Linked DNA regions of Scylla paramamosain: region 2 is linked to region 1. Evidence: chromatin contacts called from public Hi-C data. All regions are on one chromosome and are shown on one strand. Each heading gives the region's core, a stretch centred on a gene start, on an enhancer-like site or on the middle of the called end of the contact. The rest is flanking DNA. Distances are from core to core; before and after follow the strand shown. Region 1 holds the start of LOC135103419. Region 2 overlaps LOC135103419.

Evidence for each region. A called contact is a pair of places that touch in the nucleus more often than the background predicts.
Region 2: a Hi-C map of testis shows a contact between it and region 1, with 5 times the contacts expected there. The contact joins the enhancer-like site here to the promoter of LOC135103419 in region 1. A contact is called at or near these places in 2 of 2 Hi-C or Micro-C datasets (muscle and testis).

Annotation. Positions count from the first base shown.
Region 1 is chr9:4,103,402-4,108,272 of ASM3559412v1, forward strand. It overlaps LOC135103419, which reads left to right and starts at 3,025. Exons shown (of 7, transcript XM_064009622.1): 1 at 3,025-4,416. The coding sequence starts at 3,154. It overlaps LOC135103414 (SPRY domain-containing protein 3-like), which reads left to right. Exons shown (of 10, transcript XM_064009606.1): 10 at 1-445.
Region 2 is chr9:4,255,229-4,260,099 of ASM3559412v1, forward strand. It overlaps LOC135103419, which reads left to right. Exons shown (of 7, transcript XM_064009622.1): 3 at 3,130-3,326; 4 at 3,456-3,672; 5 at 3,922-4,159. Among protein-coding and RNA genes, the nearest start is that of LOC135103420, 9.6 kb to the right of the region's middle. Within about 2 kb of position 1,708, the one cell type or tissue checked has an H3K27ac peak away from gene starts, as active enhancers do.

The DNA.
Region 1 (4,871 bases), core at 1,775-4,274:
TCTCTCTCTCTCTCTCTCTCTCTCTCTCTCTCTCTCTCTCTCTCTCTCTCTCTCTCTCTCTCTCTCTCTCTCTCTCTCAAAAGTTGTTAAGTATTGCACCATATGGAAAGTTTCTATTTTTGTATTTAAAAAGCATAAGTTAAGGATTTCCGTGAATTTTATGGTATGTAGAATTTTTTTTTCACAATTTGCATTTCTGCATATATGTTGTTCAAAGGCTGAGGCACATGCCTTGTGGCAGTGATGAATAGATGTGTTAAATGTATCTAGACTTTTTTGTTCATCATTGCTTTGTATGCATCTTTTTGTAAATTGTTTTGTTGGTTTGATGTAGTGGGAAAATGTGGCTAACACACACACACACACACACACACACACACACACACACACACACACACACACACACACACACACACACACACACACACACACACACACACACACACACACACACACACACACACACAACAGTTTCAATGATATCATCCTCACCTGTCACTGAGCAGGCTGAGCCTCACACCTAACTCAGGTTCCTATAAGTTTTCACAGAGAAGCAAATAGTTATTGTCCTCCCTGAGTAAGATGACATTGCCTGTGGTGTGTCAAAACTCTCAGCCTTATCCATAGAGTGGACTATGTGAACTCTTAAGCTGTACCATTATTGCAGGTTCAGCAAGTGATCCTCAAGACTTGCAAATTACACACACTCATTGCCTTTCACTTGGCTGGCCAAGGTTCATTCCCTGCTCAGGTTGCTAAGAGCAGATGCTGTCTATCTTGAGTAAGAGGATGTGGTGTGTGGTATGGGAAAGGTCACAGTCTTACTCATAGGTTGGACTTTATATGCGAGTTTTAAGTCTCCTGGAGGGTAATGGCTGGCATTCAGGAGTCCAGTACATGATCCTCTAGACATTAGGTAAAACACACACACACACACACACACTACATCAACTTTTTTTTAGGTTATGGTGTTAATGAATGTCACTCCATTAGTCTCTGATTCTTTTCAGACACTCAGGGGCTTAGTGCAAAGTCAATGGAAACTCAATGAAGAGTTTCATATTGATAATATTTTTCATGATAATTTCAAAATTGCAGGTCATCTTAATAGATACTTTTCCTTTCAGTTATTAGTGGTCAAATTCTTGAATAATTTATGTTCACATTATGGAGATATAAAACAAGAGTTGTATCTGTAACACCATTATTACTTATGTGTGCCAGTAAATGGAGAGAAAGCTTCTGTCATTTTAATACAGCATTTCAAGTGATAATAAGTTTTATTTGGTGATGACTTGTCAAATGATGGAGTAGCAATACTCACTTCAATAAGGAAATAGGTGTGTATAACAATCAGCAGCTACCAACCACTGATCATCACGTTGCCCCCAAACACTCTATTTGTAGTTGTCACAAGATGATGTGCATGCTAAACTCTTGGTGCTACATATAACATGAAACAAAAACCAATAACCCAGTCAATAAATACACTGCATCGTTATACAGACATGAATCACCAGCATCTCATAAAGGTTTTGATAATTCCAGGATATAAATATTAAAAGAGCAATGAGCTCTTCGGCTTCCTTCTATTCACAGGTTGCAGCTTGTAGACTGAGACACGAAGCTGAAACTTGAAAATCTAGCTTGGCACAGATTGGCACAGTGCTATGGCTCAGAGGTAAGAGTGGAGAAGCCTTTATCTAGCTGGGGACTTGAAATGGTTGCAGTCTCTCTCTCTCTCTCTCTCTCTCTCTCTCTCTCTCTCTCTCTCTCTCTCTCTCTCTCCTGGATATTACTAGATGGCTTTATTGTAGCTAAATCATTACTCACAATGTGCAAAAACTCGGAATATAGTTATGAATAACAAGTATTTTTTTTTTTTTTTAAGGTACGCTGCCACATGAAAAGAAATTATATGGAAGGTCAACAATCTGGATGAAGACACCATGACAAAAAAAAAAAAGATGCAGTAGTAGTACTAATAGTAGTTAAAAGTAGAAGCAGTACTAGTAGTATCATAGGGTAAGGAATCGGAATAACGACAGATGCATGGCCGGGTAGGACGTTAAGTGAGGCCTGTGCCAGCGAATTCAGGGCTAGGGGACAAATGTACTCAAAACTGGCAGTAAGAGACCGTTTGGGAATGTGTGAAGTATTTCCTTAGCTATTAATAATTACATAACAGACGTGCTGTCAGTTTTAGGCCTCATTTCAGTCTCAGCCAGCAGGAAACGTGGCCATGAATATAACACCACACGTAGCATTCATAAGCATAATGGGAAAGGTTGTTGCCTAGCAGTGATTATTGCCATTAGCGCTATCACTGTTACTGGAATACACGCTGGGGACTAGAGAAGAAAAGAGTCAGGGTTGGGTGCATGCCGTAGTGAGGCTGGATGTGGAGGCGGTCACTGGAGTCAGTATGTCATGCTGCGCTATTTTGACGGGAAGTCTCACTAGGCGACGCGTGACTCAGTACATGAGAGGCCCGTCTGTGTGTATGTGTGTGTGTGTGTGTGATACTGAACACACAATACTTTCTTGCTATTTGGTGTGCTCTAAGTACTTAATGTTTTAGGCGATAAACAAAACCAACATCATGCTGGCCATAGTGCGAATGTTGCCAGGTGGTGTTTATGCGTCTGTGGTTCATTAGCTTCTTAATTCAGTACATTCAGTTGCCTTACCTTGACTGAACATCTGCAACACATAAATCATGCTTAATAATCTAATTTTGCATGACATCAACCTGTCCTCATAAAATCACCGTGTATTATGATGTCGATAATTTCTCAAGGTACAGCTCCCTGCATGAACTCATGACGCCCGTGCTCGAGATGAAATGCATACAATACTGACATACATACATGTGAGGTGAAATGTTTGTCTGTAATTCAAAAGAATGTACATAAATAAAATGTGGTATTCGTCTGAAATGGGCGTGTAGTGGTGTAGCGGGGGGTGTGTGGCAAGTGTGGAGGACGGCGGCTGAGCGGTGGCGGGAAGAGTGGCTCGCGCTAGTGTCGAGTTGCCGCGGTAGTAAGTGAAGAACCTTTGACGGGAGATGATGCGCACGTACCGCCGCTCCTCAGTTGTGAGTGCAGTGATGTGCTAGTGCGTGTAGTGCCCAGTGTGCATTGATTAGGCCTTATGGCGGCACCGGACAACAGTCCACACCTTAAGCGTGTGTTGCGCAGTTATCAAAATAGTGCGATGTCCAGTCTCCATGGGCCGGGACCTAACTGTTACTTAAACGACACGGGCAGGATGGGCGTAAGTAAAAAGCTGGCAGATTGTGACGATGACCGCCCCTCCATCAAGCAGCTCGACGCCACCACCAAACACGAGTTGTACCGCGGGTTAAGCTACAAGAAGGCGCTCCTCTACGAGGTGGACCATAAAAAGAGCAAGGTCGAAAATGGTCCTCGTCGTTGCATTGTTGATATTGAAAGTAGGCGGCTTCCAACATCCAGTCCGCCCACCAACCACACGCCCACGGTTGGTCCACAGCCCACCCAGCCCGACTGTAAAGACACCTCTGTAGATATCACCACCACCACCACAACCACTGCCAGCCTCGTCCGTAACTCTGCCAGCGACACTGCCACCACCTGCAACTCTGCCAACATCACCACCAGTGCGTCTGACTCCACCACCGGAGTGGAGGAGTCGTGGGTGGAACCCGGAGTGTTTTTAGCCCCGGCGCCCTTCCCGCCGCAACCTTGGCCGGTGCTGGCCGCGGCAGACAAGGGTTCTCCTGGTGCAGGTTGGGTTCGGGAGACCCTGCTTGATGGGGAGCCCATCACGTGTTTTAACGTGGGCGGAGAAATGCGGCTGTGTTTGCCGCAAATCTTGAATACTGTCCTGCGAGACTTTTCCCTGAGCCAGATCAACGCTGTGTGTGAGGAACTGCGTATATATTTGGATGGCTGTAACGAGGCTCAGCTGGACGCCCTCAGGGTAGCAGGCGTCCTTCCCCACTCCGCCCCTTCCTGCGGCCTCATCACTAACACAGACGCCCAGAGACTTACTCAAGCCTTGCTGTACGCCCATCCCACCCGCGCCCCTGTCTCTGACCCTTCTAAGCCTCAGGATCACCCAAAGCTGCGTGTGTATCACACCTGCTTTGGTAAGTGCAAAGGGCTGGTGTGGGACGATCTGTACACCAACCCCAACGCCGCCTGCATTGAGTGCGAGGAGTGCCATGGCCTGCTGCCCCCGGCACGCTTTGTCTGCCACGCCCACAGGTCCCTTGAGAACCAGACCATTCACTGGGGATTTGACGCAGAGCAGTGGCGGACCTACCTTCTATTGGCCAAGGACCAACAGCTTCCCCTTGAAAAGGCCGAAGCACAATTGAAAGGTTTCAAGAGCAAGTTTGACCCTGTCGGTGCAAACTACAAGCGCAAACAGGTACTGTGGCCTTTCGTAATACCTTGCTCACACACCCTTTGTTTCAGTACAGGAGTTGCCATGACAGAAGGCGTCTTATGAATAGTTGTAAAGAATGTGTTTTCTTACATGTAAGTTAAGTAGCTGTACAATAAGATAATGATTTACATAATACACCCTTAATGTATAGTACATGGCAACAGAACACCTTGGACAGTGTTGTTACTTTGCAAGGCTGGACACATTCTCGCTAGCTTTACACCATGTGCATCTTCAAGGTCACTGTGTTCGCATGCAGGTGTGCGCTATCGGGACAAAAAAGAAAAAAAAAAAGGTTGTTTCACGGCACTCTATCAGCAGGTGATATAAAGAGATGTATATCATGAGTAGAGTAACGGATGCTTGTGCCGCGCCCTTTGCTCCGCACTTGTCTCTTTGCCTCGCCTCAGACGGAAACAGCGGCGTGCAGACAGACA
Region 2 (4,871 bases), core at 458-2,957, 150 kb after region 1:
CTCTCTCTCTCTCTCTCTCTCTCTCTCTCATCAAGATTATTCATCAGAAACCTTCACTGTATGGTGGTTTCTGACATTTCTTTTGTTGATGCATTCGAATAAATTCTTCAGTTTTGCAATGACATCTCCCTCCCTCTCCTCCCGTCCAGCGCTGGTTGTCTGAGTCCTTGTCTGGGGTGAAGAGACTGGCGTTTTATTCTCTCTCTCTCTCTCTCTCTCTCTCTCTCTCTCTCTCTCTCTCTCTCTCTCTCTCTCTCTCTCTCTCTCTCATCTTCACGCACTCAGTTTCGTTTAGTCTCGAGGCGCTTCCTGGTGCAGTATACGTAACGTTGTGGTTATCGTGACGCTGCTCAGTGAAAGCTAAAGCTAGATATGGGCGGGTCAAGATCCTTTCCTTGACCACTTGGCTGGCCCTTGCGTGGTCCAAGGTTTGGTGCGTATATTTATTTGAGTAGTTTGTCGCATCACATTTGTTAAAAGGATAAAAACGGGTGACTATTGCAAACGTTGCGTGTTTATTCGGTGCACTGAGAGATAAGCCACTTCATGAGAAAAGGATAAGTGAGTCCTCTCATGTGAAAGGTAAGAGCATTACGTTATGCATGTGCCACCACCCAGTTGATGATCACGGAGGGAGGGGTGCCCTCGTGGTGGCTGTAGTGGCGGTGGCGACTTTCCCTCCAGACCTCCAGCATATCCTCGGCGTCTGCTGCCATTGACTTTCCTTGTGGCAGAAATTCTCATGAAGGGAATAACGGCGCGAGGTGAAAGCAATTGATCAAATCTCAGTTATAGCGACAGCTGCGGTAGGGATGAGGGATGGCTGCCTGCTGGAAATGTGTCATATTAAAGCTGATAGCAGACGTCCGCAGTCGATGTTCACCTCTTCTTTACCGCCCGCGCACCAAAGCAGGGCAGAGGTCAGGTGTGTTCGCTGTCACCGCTATCATGATCACCAGAAGCCGATGTGGTTAACCTACGGCACTGACGCGACGGGTGGCTGCTGTCCTGCCGCCGCCGCCCAGCTTGGGTTATGTAATGGGCGCCAGGACGTGATAAATCCGTGAGAGGCTGGATATTAGTTCTTCAAGCAGCTGACATGGCAGGGTGTGATAAACAGGGCATCGTGAGTCATGTGGCGGTGTACAGAATGACTGAAGGAAGTATTTAACACGGAACAGCGGCTGTCGCATGGTTGCTGCTGTACCCGGTGACCCGCGACGCCATCAAGGGCTGCCCCACGCCGGCCCGCAGCCCCGCTCCCCCCTCCCTCCCGCCTCCCCTCTTCCGCAGACAATAATATGCATCTACCCGCACACTTGCTCCCTAGGAATGTTATCTTATTGGTTATTTTCCTTCCTTTCTTTTTATATTTTCTGTATGAAAGTCGTGGTCGTCAGTGTGGTGGAGCGCGGGGATCGTGACGTGCAGACGACAGCCCGTCCTGCGTGGCGCCGGTGTTGTCCGCGTCCGATTCCCTGATCGGTGCCGGGACCACGTGGGAATACATCACAAGGCCGCCGCGTTTCCTTCTGCACCGGGTTGGTCTGCTCGTATTATATCACCGGAGGGGTGGAGACTAATACTTTTAGCATTCTCTCTTGGAAATTAAGTACGAAAATAGCAAACCCCGTCTTGCTAACTCGAGACCCGTGATTCTGACTGAGGCAGTTTCTACGCAGTTGCTAGACACGTGGAGCAAGGGTTGGAGGGGGGAGGGGCACCACTGCCGGAAGAAGAGTGGAACAGGGCAGACATGGAAGGTAATAGGGAAGGTGAAGTAACTCTTTCCGCCCTTCCTCACTAACCTGGAGAGGACCATAGAAAAGTATAGAAAAGTAAGGAGCAGATAAGCAGAGAGATGGTATCGTCTGCTGCGGATAGATGCCAGCTGCCTCGCCTTACCCCCCCCCCCTCTCCTCGAAGCGTCTCTCTCTCTCTCTCTCTCTCTCTCTCTCTCTCTCTCTCTCTCTCTCTCTCTCTCTCTCTCTCTTTGGGGAAACATGTATGGTTTCACAGCCGTACCCCTGACGTCCGAAACAAAAATATGTGCCCGTCGTAATGCCAATAATAATATAGATTACATTGTGCTTGGCGTGTTGAGTGTGGCTGTCTGGAGTAGGGGACGGCGGCAGCCAGACGTCCAGGGTGACCTTTTCCTGGGTGTGTCCGCAGCTGGGTAGTGACGTCACGGATACCAGTGCGTCGCCTCACAGTCTCGTCATACTCGCCAGCTGGCTCAAGGGAACCACCGCGCATCCCTCGCCCGAGTGTCAATAGCGCTGCCGTTATGGCATCGGACCGGCTCGGCATCAACATCTTAAACAAATAGTCTTATTGTACTGGAAAGGTTTTAGCTCAGGGGAAATATACTCCACGTTACTACAACATTGCCTTTGTTGTCCAGATTTAGGCCACTGCATTGACTACAAGGCTGGAAAAAAAAATGTGCGTGACAGGAGATCCTCAGGAGGGGAGCGTGTTGCTTTCCCGCGTCACCTTAGGGTAACAGGAGCCAAAGTCATTGTCAAGGTTGAGATATCCTCAAGGTTATTGTAAAGTCAAGGTTCCAGGAGAGCGTTTTATTCCTCCTTAACTGGTTACATCAAAGTGTACCCTGTATGGGTGGAGTCACCTAGCTAGGTGCCCGCAGGCACGCCTCACACTGACAAGGGACACTGCGCCGTGCGCCGCCCTCGTGGCAAACCCTCAAGGCTAATGAATGTTGTGATAGAAACATAAGACTAGTTTCAGAAGTATATTTGTTCTGGGTGCCGAAACCCAAGCACCTTTAAAAAGGCTTTCTCTGGTGATTCACTTAACAGGGAACAGTGTAGTGGCCACCTGGTATTTCTTAATGCAGAGGCTCGTGCTCTTGCATCACGATACAAGTGCATGTGAAAAGTGACCTCTAAACGACTTTCAAGAGATCATTACAAACAATTCAGATTGTGAGTGTGAATGCCTGAAATGAAACGCTTGTAACAACTGACATTGCATTTCTTGGTGTTTATGAAGGACTGCCTTTCTCTATAATATTAAGTGAAGCGAAGACATTTATTCGCTGTTATAAGATGCACCTCAAAATTGTCTTTCATTGTCTTCTATATCGAATTTGTTGTGTTGCAGGATCGCGTGGAGACTAAGGAGGAGCTCCCGAAGAAGGTTCGAGCGGAAGAGGCGCCGACCCCCTACACCACATATGATCCGATGCTTTCCTACATGTGGCGGTGCGCCCCCATGGTTCCTCCTTGGACGGCCGCCCCACTCGTCACGCGTGACGGCAAACCGCTGCCCCCGCCGCCCCCGGCCTTTGTCAGGGACAGGTAAGTCTCTCATTTCATTGCGGTCATTTCATTGCGGTCTGTAATCATTACAGAGCACTTGAGAACCACTAGAACCATTCATTTGACGTTAAAATCATGTACTTACCAGTTAAAACGTTGCCCACACAGTGTGCCAGCGCCGTTACCTGCATACCTGAGTCAGGGGCCGCCCGTCCTTGCTGATCCCGGACGCGTGGTGCCGCTGTCCGACTCCCAAAAGTTCGAGCGCCATTACCAGCCTAATGTTGCTCTCGCTCCTCCCAAGGTTAGGGACAAAACCCTCCGCAACTCACTGCCTCACTCAGATCACTGCCATGACGTCCCTATTAAGCACCAAATGTATGCGGTGAGTAACTTTTTTTTTTGTTTTATAACAAATGTTAGTCCTACTGATTTTATTGCATTATTTTTAACACCACTGTTACATTGTTCTGCAATGAAAGAGAGAGAGAGAGAGAGAGAGAGAGAGAGAGAGAGAGAGAGAGAGAGAGAGAGAGAGAGAGAGAGGGCACCATTTCCATCTCCTTAGATCCAGCACATTGTAGAGGTAGTGCATAGTCTCAGAAGTGCTCATGGCTGTGTTCATGCTCCACAGATTGAAGACTGCATCAAACGAGAGAACTCCCCAACAGTACTGCCATGCTCCCAGCCCTCCTCACAACATTCTGTTGTCAGCAAACTCACCCAGACCAACAACCACTACCACAATCCACACCACCATCACCACCTCCCAAGGAAGCTGTGCAGTCCAGACACCAGTGGGCGGCACCCGGAGCTGGAGCTCTCCACCACAGATTCTGACACAGATTCTGTGGGCTCCTTAGCCAATCATAGTAAGCCATTTCACGGCTCAGTTTCATAATGTTATGCCTTTTCTTAGCTGTTTGTATGCTCATATAATGGAGTACTGTTTATAATTTGTATGTACTCCTTTATGAAGTTGCATGTGTTACAGTGCAAGTGAATACAGTAAAATCCCTCTCATCCGGCATTCGAGTATCCGGCAGCTTCAAGTATCCGGCACATTTTTCCCCGAGCCTAAAAATCAATAAAAAAATCAATGTGTACTCATAAAATCGATTAAAATTCCCGCGCGAGGCATACTTTGTCCCCTCGCCACCAGAGCGCACTGCTTCGCGCTACCCGCGGCCCACTGCACCGTGTTTACTCAGTGACTCAGTCCCACGTGTGCACTGTTTATCGCCTGACGCCTTCATCATGCCTAAAGTTGTAGAAAAGAGGAAGCGTGTTGTGCTTACACTTAAGCAGCTGATCAGATCAGCTGATCCTTGTTATGGTAAGATGCGTGAGTGTAGGGTGGTGATTGTGGACATAATTTCACTTTTATTCAAGTATCCGGCAACTTCTGGTATCCGGCATGTCGGCGGTCCCGTTGATGCCGGATAAGAGGGATTTTACTGTATATTTGCTTTGCAGTGTTTTTTTTTTTTTTTTTTTGGTGGGGTGCGGTTATTATAAGCCAGTGACTAATTTTTATAGCTATATTTTTCTAAGAAATTAACTATTGATTAAAACACTATAGTA